Regions from separate parts of the Mus musculus genome. Here all the other regions are linked to region 3. Evidence: chromatin contacts called from public HiChIP or PLAC-seq and Micro-C data. All regions are on one chromosome and are shown on one strand. The core of a region is the stretch at or near the end of the contact, and the rest is flanking DNA. Distances in the headings are between cores, read along the strand shown.

Region 1 (3,741 bases), core at 1,164-3,663, 89 kb after region 3:
ATGGCTGTGGCAAGGCCGGTGCCTTTTATTCTTGAGATTGAGTCTTATGTAGCTCAGGCTGGTCTTGAACTCACTCTCACTGTGTAGCTAGGGAAGACCTTGAGCCCTTGCCTCAGCCAGAATGCTCAGATGTCAGGCAGCGCACCACGTGACTGTTTCTTTCCATTGTCTTGTCTTTTTGTTGTTGTTGTTTTCGAGACAGGGTTTCTCTGTGTAGCCCTGGCCGTTCTGGAACTCACTCTGTAGACCAGGCTGGCCTTAAACTCAGAAATCCACCTGCCTCTGCCTCTCAAATGCTGGGATTAAAGGCGTGCACCACCACGCCCTTTTTCCTTTTTCTTAAGTCAAGGTCTATTTGTGTAGCCCAGGCTGGCTTCAAGCTCATGACACTCTTCCTGCCTCTGCGTCTGGAACTATGAACATACCTTACTACTCTGTGCTTACCCACGCCATGGGTAGACAGACTTCTAGACTTGGTCAACCCCCACCCACAAGGCAGGCAAATTAAGTCCCTGCAGGTGCTTTCTTTGGAGGAAAGCCCGCTTTCATAGTGATCTGTCAAGCTAGAAAGCACTCCCGCCACCCAGATATCTAAGTGTGAATCTTTGGACAACTGGTGACTTCTGGCCAGCTTTTCTGGGGCCGGCCTCTGTCCAGGTGTCTGCCCAGGACCCTGCTCAGTGCCTGTCTGTCTCACACCAGTGACTTCCTCACACCCGCCTGTTCAGGCCCAGTCTTTTCCGTTCAAGTGCTACAGGCCAAGTAGGCTCAAACTGTGGGTTTGTCTTGGGCATCCACAGCAGAATCAGAACCCAGAGCTTTGAAGCCTGAGTGAGGGGAGGGGGGCACTCAGGCTTCCGTCTCTCTGAGAAACAGACGATGAAGAGGCCCTTAAAACTCTTTGCAACCCCATGAGCCTCCCCAATGAGCCTGTGACACACCGGAACTCACCTCTGTGGGTGGCCGGGAGGGGGAACAGGGTCATGGAAGATCCAGATGTCCATGTGGTCAAGGCTAAACTGTACTAAATAAAATTATTTCTCATCACCACTATACATGCATAATAAATAAAGTGTACATCAAAATTAAGCCGTCTTGGGACCCTTTATTAGGAACTGTCCCCTGCACCTCCACATGAACTCTTCTGAGACTGTGGCAGTCATAGGGAGGGAGGGGGAGGGAGGGGGAGGGAGAAAGGAAGGTGGTGGGCCAGGCTAGGGCTTGAATGAGGAAACCATTGTTTCCCACCTTGCTTTTCTGCTCACCCCTCCATTCCAGACATCTGACTGTTCGGTTTTTGTTTTTTTGTCTTGAAGATAGGCTCTTCCTTACGTTGTAGTTCAGGCTGGTCTTGAAGTCACTCCAATGGCCCTGTCTCAGCTCAGTCTCTGGAATTCCGGGTTACAGGGGTGTGTTACTACAATGGGTTGCTGTGCAACTTGCCTGCTCCCTAGGGAGCGAGGTGGAAGTTTTTGCACTGCAACCAATGGTGTGACAGGACTTTGTGCCCCCAGAAGCCAGGAAGCTTCCGGCTGTTAGGGGATCTTTTTTTTGAAAGTAGAAAGGAGGGAGGGACACAAAGAGTAAAAGGGGGGGGGGAGGACAGCTTGTCTTCGATACCCTGGTTCCTTCCTCTGACACCCTTCTGGGCCAGCCACACCTGTGGTTCCCCAAGTGTCCCTCTCCTCCTCCTTACCCGCTCCTCCCCTCTGGTGCTGGGAAGGAGCCGGGCCTGGGCAGCTCTCCAGGGCCTTCCCGGCCTCTCTGCACTTGGCCGGTGACGGGCAGCCGGCCAGGCCGCTCCCATTGGGACCCGGATCAGAATAGGGCGGGAGGGACACCGAGAACTCTTCCCTGAGGCCGGCACCCGTCCTGCCTACGCGGGGGAAATCGGACTATCCTTCCCGTCTCTGGTTTCTAGAAAACTCCTGACTGGGGCTAAGAAAGGCTTCCAGAACCCGCCCCGCTTGCCCCGTGCACCTGAGACTCCCAGCCCCCCACGCCCGTTCCCAAGACCCAGGATTTCCCTCCCTTTTTTCCTTTTCTCTTTTCCTCCTCGTTCTTTGCCCCCACACAAGTGCCCTCTCTGCTTCCCCCCTCTCCCCATCTTGTGCTCTGGCCACTTCTCGTTCCTCCTTCTCCCCCCCACTTCATCCAGGACCTAAGAATCTGGACCCCTGTGCCCCCAGACTCTGGGGTTCCAGTTCCCCTCTTTCTGCGGTCACGCAGTCTTCACCTTTGCACCTCCACAGACTCAGGTGTCTAAGCACCACATCCCATCCCCACTAGGGCCTTGGCATCCCTCCACTCCTGCCTGCTCGCTATTTCTCGCCCTTTAGAGCATGCAAGAGGAATGCGGGGCGGCCCTGCGCTGCCTCCTGGGAGTCTCGAGACTCCATAAAGGGCTCCTCCTGGAGACCCACCTGTCCCTGCTAGGGCCTGGTTAGAGCCACTGCGGTCCCAAGTCCTGGGAGCAGGAGAAGGTCGCCGACATGCCTGAGGCTAAACCAGGTGGCTGGCCCGAAACCTTCTTGGGGGTGGGGGTGGGGATGGGGTGGAGGGTAGGGTGCACACAAGGGGATTTCTACTATGGGAGGAGGGGGTCCTTTGCCTGTTCCTACATCTAGGTAGAGTGTAGGTTCCTTTCCTGCTTGGGGAAGAGGGACCCTTTCTGTGTGCACAGATGGGTCCCTTCCTAATGCAGGACCATGAGGTCTATTGTCTGTGTAGGGTCAGGAGTCCCCTTCCTCTTCGGGGACTGGGAGACCCATCTTGGGTAGAAATCTCAGTTGTGCAATTATAAATTGGCCTCGGTTTTCTTTCTCTCTCCCCTTCTCTCTTTGCTCTCTCACCCCACCCCTGCCCCCAAGCCCTCCAGGCTGTCCTCAAAGTCTGCAGCCTAGGCTGGCCCCAAACTCACTCCGGAGCTAAGGCTGGCTGGGAAGTCCTAAAATCATACTGCCTCAGTCTACCAAGACTGGACGGCAGGCATGGGCTACTACACCCTGCTGGGGGTGTGTGTGTGTGTGTGTGTGTGTGTCTCCTTTTCTTCTTTCCTTTCCTTTCTTTTTTCTCCCCATCCCCTTTTTCTTTTTGGTTTTTCAAGACAGGGTTTCTCTGGTGTATCCCTGGCTTTGGCTGTCCTAGAACTAGCACTGTAGACCAGCTTGGTCTCAAACTCACAAGAGATCCACCTGCCTCTGCCTCCCATGTGCTGGGATTAAAGGCGTGCACCACCATGGCCTGGCAATATAATTTTTTTTTTCTATGTGGGTGTCTCTTTTTCTTGAGGCTGACAGGATCTTGCTTGTGCATTGCTGGGGCTCAGCTTGGGGACAGGGTCCTCTCCAGGTGGGCGAGCACCCTCGAGGTAGTTGAGTCTCCTCACTGAGTGAAGATTAGGATCATAGGGTGCTTCTATGGACACAACAGGACTCCATGTGCATGGAACGATACTCTTCTGTGTAAATATGAGAACCCCTTTGGTGTGCGCATTGGACTTCTGTGAAGGAATCGTGTGTCTCTCTTCCATGGGTGGGGCCCTCTTTTTCCTGCTGTGCTGGGGAAGGAATCCAGAGCCTCCTACCTGCTTGGCAAATACTGGCCATGTCCCAGCACCCCCGTCTCTCTTCATGTGCAGTTAGGCACGGGAGGCATTAGGTCCTTAGGGGGCAGGGATAGTCTATATGCTGGTTAGGGCTTTCTCCTTTTGTGGAAGTGGGCACTGCACACAAGCCCTGG
Region 2 (3,604 bases), core at 667-3,166, 89 kb before region 3:
TGTAGCTGTCTTCAGACACACCAGAAGAGGGAGTCAGATCTCGTTAGGGATGGTTGTGAGCCACCATGTGGTTGCTGGGATTTGAACTCAGGACCTTCGGAAGAGCAGTCGGGTGCTCTTACCCACTGAGCCATCTCACCAGCCCCAGGCTTGTTTTCTTTTTCTAATGTTAGGGACAGTTTCCTGAGTCCAGACATCTTGGAAACAAGTTCCATCCATCTTGCTGGCAGACTCAAAACTGAGTTTATGTCCCCAGTGCCTGGAGCCCAACTCCTGTCCTTCTTTGGGTGTTTCATACTTGTCTGCTAACCACTACGGGATGCAAAGAGGGAAGATGCTCTTATTCTGTTATCTAAACTAAGTCACACAAGTCAAATGTGCTGCCCGTCTTGATGTAACCGACTACGTGCGGCATGCCCACTCCTTTGTTCCCATATCATTCTAACCTTCCAGGTCAGAGTCCAGGAGGGGACCTGGTCACAAAAGCTGAATCAAGGACCCTGAAACCAGGTGACCTGGATAAAGCCCAACCCCCTTTTGTGAAAATATGATTGGTCAATGCAACAGACCACCCTGCTCCCCCTCCCTTTTTGTTCCCATCCTATAAAAATGTTACACGTCTGTCTCCCCTGGGGATGCAGTACAGATCCCAAACGGGTTGCCTCCCTGAGCACTCAGAAAATAAAACTTTACTTTTTAAGTTTCCATCTCTGAAGTGAGTTCTTGTAGGGGGTGGTTCTGATGCCGAGGTCCTGTTCACCAATTGGTTCTTGATATGTCTGTAAAGAAGCTATGGGTCAATTGCTGGACGAGAGGGATAGGCGGGGCTTCCGGGCCCCTGGAGGCAAGGGAGGAGAGACAGAATTCTTCGCCATGCTTCTGATGAAGAAAAGTTGACCAACTATGTGAGATCTCGAAACAGAGTAGCCACACAGGCCGCTCCTACAGACAAGTGGTCAGGGATGTTTAGCAGGGACTAGGTTCAACAGACCAACTAAAGTTAGGTCAGTTGGGAGGTGCAGAGATAAGAATATTGATAAGGGCAAGCTTTTCCAGGCAGGAAAAACCTACTATCATAGCCCAGCCATTGTGTCAAAAGGCGAGTTGAAATTGAACAACTGTGTGTCTGTGTCATTTATCCGTGGATTCAAGGGAAACTGTGTGGGGGTTGGTAGTGCGGCCTGTTCCCAGAGCAATGGTGGGGTAATAAAGCTACAACGCAACATGTTTTCTTGGCTTCCACCCCAAACCTAACACTAAGGTGGCTAGCAAACAGTCTGAAGTTACAGGTGTAGCTGCTATAATATTGTAAACTGTAAAATTATATATTCTAGCCAGCCTGTGTAAAAGACACACAAACCTGTATTTTATTTACAAGCCCAGATTGGGCATCTTCAATTCTATTCTCTTCTGTATTCAAACCATGTGCCCCTTGTTACTTGGTGTTTTCAGTCTCACCCTGACTGCTTTGCTCCCTCAGTCTGTCAGGTCTCTTGGTCCATCCCCTCTAATAGAGACCTCGTTCTCTGCATCTCCCAATGGTCTCTCCTGAGACCCCCCACTCACTCCATCCTCAAGTCCCACTTTTCTTTCTCCACTGCCCAATCATAGTTCCGTCCCTAGCCTTTTATTAACCAATTAACTTTTAGTTGGGGGAGCAAGTTTTACATAACAAAGGCTGGCATATGTGAGAATTCTTTTGTCTGGATGGCAACCAGATCTTGGGGTTCAGAGTTTAGCATTTGTATACATAGCAGCCAATCACACCGCCTCCCCCCCCCCCCCCCCCACACACACACAGACATGGCTGGCTTAGCCTGAGCAGCTGAATTGAATTACATGTGATTGGGATAGCTTAGGAATGATGGAGGACACCCAGGGTGTCATTGTGCCATGTCACCAGTAGAGTGCGATCACACTAGTTAAATTCTCTCCCTGACCTGTGCTAGCGAGCTGTGGCTCCCTGCAGCCTGCACTTATCAGGTCCAGGATTATCCAGCAGACTAGCAAGATTGAGACCACTGTCTGAGATAGACGCCAGCCTGTTGGCTTGCGCATGCTTCTCCTCTTCCATCGTCAAAGTCCCTCTTTAGGACAGTGAGCTGCACAACGGCCACAAAGCCGGGCTTGCTCAGCTTCTAAACCCAGAGCTCTCAGATCCGGGTATGAGGCCCAGAATTGCTTTGGTTTCTCTGATGTTAGCCACATCAGTAAAGAGTGACTTAGTAAAACATAGATGAATTAAATATCATTTGCTATCACACCCTAGGATTTTACATTTCAATAAAGAAGGCTGAAGGATTTCCCACACTGAGCTAAACCCCAGCATCAAGGAGGCTGGGGCAGAAAGATGGCCATTTCTGTACCTAGAATCTACTAGTGAGGGGTTGGGGGCATGGCTCAGTGGTAGAGCCCCTGCCTAGAATCCCCCAGTGAGGGACTGGAACGTGGTTCAGTGGTAGAGTGTTTCTTTTTTAAGCTGGTGTGAGGCTCTAAGTCCCAGTTCTTCAAAGTAAATAAAAAACAAAGCCAGACCTCCCTGGTCCTAAAGCTGTTCAGAGGGCCATCGCTAGATCATATGCAATGTACCACCCCTTACCAGTGTGCATCACTCATATGCACACTGCACACTAACTATATGCAGTGTACCGCACTTCCCTGGCCCAGTGGGAGGATTTGTTTGTTTGTTTGTTTGTTTGTTTGTTTTGTGGATAAAGTTACCTTCCAGGATTCTTTCTGTCCCCTGTAATTTTTTAAAACAAACTTTATTTATGGTTTTGTGTGTGACTGTCTGTTTAAACCAAACAGCTGCCACTTGGAGAGTTCAGCCGTAGCCCCTTGCAAAAGGATGGGGACACCGGGCTTGCTGACTCATTGTGGCAGGGTGGGGAAGGTTTGGAGCCCCTGGGCCTGAGTGCCCAGCAGCCTCTTACCAGTCCTGTGCAGTGCTGCCTTCGCTGTGTGTGACCCCGGGGAGCAGCAAGAGGGTATACACAGGTGAGGGTTTGGGGAAGCTCCATTTATGGAGCTGTGGGACAGCTCTCATCCTCACTGGGTAAGTCAGGTGCAGCCTGTTTGAAGAGGTGCACCCCATCCCTAGAGGTAACTCCTTACCTACGCTTTGTAAGGAAAACCAAGGTTGAGCAGAGTGACCTCAGAGAAGCCGTGCTTCAGTTTATCATTGCAAGCTTAGGAAGGAAGGAAGACCCTGCTGACATTATACTTCTGGGAAGGAATTTTAGCCACATACGTGTGTGTATGTGTGCCTGACAGCTGTCTGCAGGTGCCCATGGAGACCAGAAGAAGATGTGGGATCCCTTGATATTGTAGTTACAGATGGTTTATGGACTGCCCAACATGGGTGCTGGAAATTGCAACCAGGATTTTTGTAGTGTGTGCTTCTAACCACGAAGCCATCTCTGCAGTTGCCCTCTCCTCCCAATCAGTGCGTTCAACTTTACAGAAGAAACATGCATTTACTTATTCACGTTTGTGTTTGTGAATGTATGGGCTCCTGTGTGTATCTGTGTGGGGTCCTTATACCTATGTGTGTGTGCAAAGGCATGAAGAACCTGATACCCTCTGAGACTCTGTCTGTTCCTTG
Region 3 (3,306 bases), core at 636-3,135:
AAGAAGCTGGAGCTGGAACTGGAGGAGTTGAAGGCGCAGACATCTGCTGCTGGGCAGGGCAAGGAAGAGGCAGTGAAGCAGCTGAAGAAGATGCAGGTGAGGGGGGCTCGAGGGTGGGAGGTGCCAGGGACCCAGAATCGGAGGTCTGGTCCCATCACCTTCACCAGCAGCGGGGGTGGGAGGGCTGAGGGGGGCGGGTCGAGGGTGGGCGGGGCCAGGGATCCAGGATCGGAGGTCTGGTCTCATCACCTTTACTGGCAGCAGTTGCTGGATTAGCTAGTGGCCTTGGAAAATGCTGGCCTCTGATGTGTGTTTGTTTGTTTGTTATCTTTGCGTTTCACTCATTTTAGATGCTAGACTTTGAAATCTAAACTCATCATTTAATTAGATAATAAATTTAGTGCCACCGAAGATGGAACCTAGCGCCTTGAATAATTCTCTTAGGGGCGATTCCAAGCAGGAGCTTTATCAACGAGCCGTGCCCCCGCTCTTCGCTGGGGGACTCTAGTCAAGGGCTCTATCATTGAACCACACCCTTAGGCCATACTAGGATATTTAAACCTACTGGTGCCTGTTAGGTATCTTACTATGGGGTAGCAGGCAAAAGGGCCAGTTCAAGCATCCAGAGAAAGGAGCTCTTGTTTAACCCCTTTGTCAGACATGTAATAATAACAATAACGTTTACCACTGTGGCCCATCTTCTTTATCACTGGCTCCTCATAGCAGTGCTGAACTCCCCGTGGGTGGAGAAAAAGTTTGTGTTGGCCTCTCCTCACACTCCCAGGTAGTGACCACAGAGCCGCAGGCTAAATATTCTATTCTGACTCACTTTAAGAAGGGGTTAACTAAGGCTTAGAGAAGGAGTGGAATTGGCCCAAGGGCACACAGCACGCACGGGCTCTGAGGCAGACAATGGGCTCTGTGCTGCCCCTGCTCGCCCTGGCCCTGCTTGCACGTAATGTGCTTACCTCAAGGGTGGGGTTTCTAGACGCAGCTTAACTAAACCTGCACCTACCCAGGTCCAGATGAAGGAGCTGTGGCGGGAGGTAGAGGAGACGCGTAGCTCCCGCGACGAGATGTTTACCCTGAGCAGGGAAAATGAGAAGAAGCTCAAGGGGCTGGAAGCTGAGGTGCTGCGTCTGCAAGAGGTAAGAGGTGGGCAGGTTCTAGTGGGAGGCCCGGCGTGGGTGTGGCTTAACTGGAGGTCCTAGAGGATGGGCGGGGCTTAACTGGAGGTTCTGGAGGATGGGCGGGGCTTTCCAGGAGGTTTTGGGAGGGGAGACTTTGGAAGTAGGCGTGGCTCCCGGTGCCTTCTGCCTTCCAGAGTTGGGGATCTTGTCCTGGGGGATATTTGGAAACCAGAGCAGGAACTGCCAGGGCCAATCCTAGAAAGACGAGGAAGACAGGCCAAGAAGTCAGGAGCAGGAGGCAGAAGTGAAGAAAAAGTCTGGGACCCAGGGGTGACATAGAAGAAGAGAAGGCACAGTCGGGTAGGAGGGAGGGCATGTGGATAGCATGGGGGTAGGAGGAGGCCCAGTGATGAGAGACATGGAGGAGGAGCATTGGTGGCCAGCGCTAAGAAAGTTGCTCCCTTAAGGGTGAGGCTCACAGGCTCACAGTCAGCAGGAAAAGCCCAAAGGACAGAGAAGGGTTAATACCAGTGTCTTGACCTCTTACCCCTCTGCCCTCTGTACCTACTGGTCCTTGTAGGAACTTGCTGCCTCAGACCGAGCCCGGAGGCAGGCCCAGCAAGACAGAGACGAGATGGCAGAGGAGGTGGCCAGTGGCAATCTTAGCAAGTGAGTGTCCTGGAGCCGTGGGCTGTGGACCGGGCAGTCTCCTCTCGCAGGCCTATCCTCTGAAGCCACACCCTACCCTCTAGGGCAGCCACCCTGGAGGAAAAACGGCAGCTGGAGGGGCGACTGAGCCAGTTGGAAGAGGAGCTGGAGGAAGAACAGAACAACTCGGAGCTGCTCAAGGACCATTACCGAAAGCTAGTGCTACAGGTGGGCGTTGCAGGCATCCCCTGCCAGCCAGATCCACCCCTCCCCCACCCCAGCCTTCAAGAGCTCTCAGATTCATTGGATATGAAGACCTTTGATGTGGGTTTTCATAAAGTTAGGAAGACTTGACTCATTGATTGGTCGGCAGGTCTGAAGTCGCTAAGACGGACTTGAAACAGTAATTAAGCTCAGCTGGAACCTCAGAGTTCTCCAGAGCCAGGGGAATTGTCACAGGTTCAAGGCCAGCCAGGGCTACAAAAAGCAAGCACTTGGCGTATGGCTGGATAGCTTCACACCTTGTCTGTCATTGTCACTTCAGCCAGAAGAGACCCTCATCGCTGCAGGTGGAAGTATAGGGCTCTGATTGTCAGTCAGCCTCCCACCAATAACCTCATACAGCCTTGAAGTCACGGCAGTCCTCTGCGAACTTCTGTGTTCTTGCAAAACAGATCAGGCCCAATATGGGGCACTTTTTTTGTTTGTTTGTTTGGTTGGTTGGTTGGTTTTGGTTTTTTGAGACAGGGTTTCTCTGTGTAGCCCTGGCTGTCCTGGAACTCACTCTGTAGACCAGGCTGGCCTTGAACTCAGAAATCCGCCTGCCTCTGCCTCCCAAGTGATGGGATTAAAGGTGTGCGTCACCACTGCCCGGCTAGCACTTCTTTTCTTATTGAGTGTTTGAGGCAGGGTCTTCTGTAGCCAGGGATTCTTTATGTAGCCTGCAGATGACCTTGTACTCCTGACCCCTGCCTCTGTCTGTGATGACAGGCATTTGCCACCAAATCAAATTATGCTGTACAGGGAAACCAGGGCTCCTTGTGTCCTAGGCAAGCCCTCTACCAACTGAGTTCTTGCCAACCCCTGTCACCATTTTCATTTACAATTAAAATTTTAAAGGCTAAAGGAGGGCTGCTGGGCTCATGAATGTACCCTGGGAGGCGGAGATGTGAAGATCTTTAATCAGCCTGGGCTGAAGTATCTTCCGCTGCCCTGTGATTTCCGAGCAAGCCGAGGGTGTCGAGGTGCTATTATTAGGGCCAGGGCCAAGTCTACACATCTGCCAGCTGCTATGAATGGAGGCCTCATTTCTCAGATCACCCCCCCCCCCCCAGGTCTCTGCTGCCTGTGCTACCCAGGGCTCAGACTCTCTGGCAGGCGGGGCCAGAGCCTGCCTCCTTCTCCTGGGCTTCGCAGGTGACCCTGGTGCAGAGGGGAGTGTGAAGGGCCTGAAATAGTCCATAGTTCACAGCCACAAATTTAGAGCATTTAAGCAAGTTTGTGACCATCTCTGGGACTCACTAAAATA

The links. A called contact is a pair of places that touch in the nucleus more often than the background predicts. HiChIP or PLAC-seq counts read pairs in DNA pulled down with a chosen protein or histone mark.
Region 1: a Micro-C map of embryonic stem cells shows a contact between it and region 3, with 4 times the contacts expected there. The contact joins the promoter of Mybpc2 here to the enhancer-like site in region 3. A contact is called at or near these places in 4 of 39 promoter capture datasets (cranial neural crest, hippocampal neurons, maxillary cranial neural crest and 1 more), 1 of 15 datasets of contacts at CTCF or cohesin (embryonic stem cells), 10 of 484 Hi-C or Micro-C datasets (bone marrow-derived DN2 thymocytes, bone marrow-derived dendritic cells and embryonic stem cells), 5 of 115 datasets of contacts at active chromatin or transcription factors (embryonic stem cells and large pre-B cells) and 2 of 9 other capture datasets (liver and pancreatic islet).
Region 2: an H3K27ac HiChIP or PLAC-seq map of embryonic stem cells shows a contact between it and region 3, with 5 read pairs. The contact joins two enhancer-like sites. A contact is called at or near these places in 1 of 39 promoter capture datasets (liver), 1 of 15 datasets of contacts at CTCF or cohesin (embryonic stem cells), 3 of 484 Hi-C or Micro-C datasets (embryonic stem cells and nephron progenitors), 5 of 115 datasets of contacts at active chromatin or transcription factors (embryonic stem cells and pancreatic cancer cells) and 2 of 9 other capture datasets (adipose tissue and liver).

Annotation. Positions count from the first base shown.
Region 1 is chr7:44,523,341-44,527,081 of GRCm38.p6, reverse strand. It overlaps Mybpc2 (myosin binding protein C, fast-type), which reads left to right and starts at 2,413. Exons shown (of 28, transcript NM_146189.3): 1 at 2,413-2,511. The coding sequence starts at 2,493. Spib (Spi-B transcription factor (Spi-1/PU.1 related)) reads left to right here. Exons shown (of 6, transcript NM_019866.1): 6 at 1-1,087.
Region 2 is chr7:44,700,408-44,704,011 of GRCm38.p6, reverse strand. No RefSeq gene overlaps it. Among named protein-coding and RNA genes, the nearest start is that of Izumo2, 6.5 kb to the left of the region's middle. Within about 2 kb of position 1,916, at least 15 of the 459 cell types and tissues checked have an H3K27ac peak or open chromatin away from gene starts, as enhancers often do. A contact at or near this core is called in embryonic stem cells, where this site is marked.
Region 3 is chr7:44,612,135-44,615,440 of GRCm38.p6, reverse strand. Myh14 (myosin, heavy polypeptide 14) reads left to right here. Exons shown (of 42, transcript NM_001271540.1): 35 at 1-96; 36 at 1,020-1,148; 37 at 1,711-1,799; 38 at 1,883-2,006. Among named protein-coding and RNA genes, the nearest start is that of Kcnc3, 23 kb to the right of the region's middle. Within about 2 kb of position 1,885, at least 25 of the 459 cell types and tissues checked have an H3K27ac peak or open chromatin away from gene starts, as enhancers often do. A contact at or near this core is called in embryonic stem cells, where this site is marked.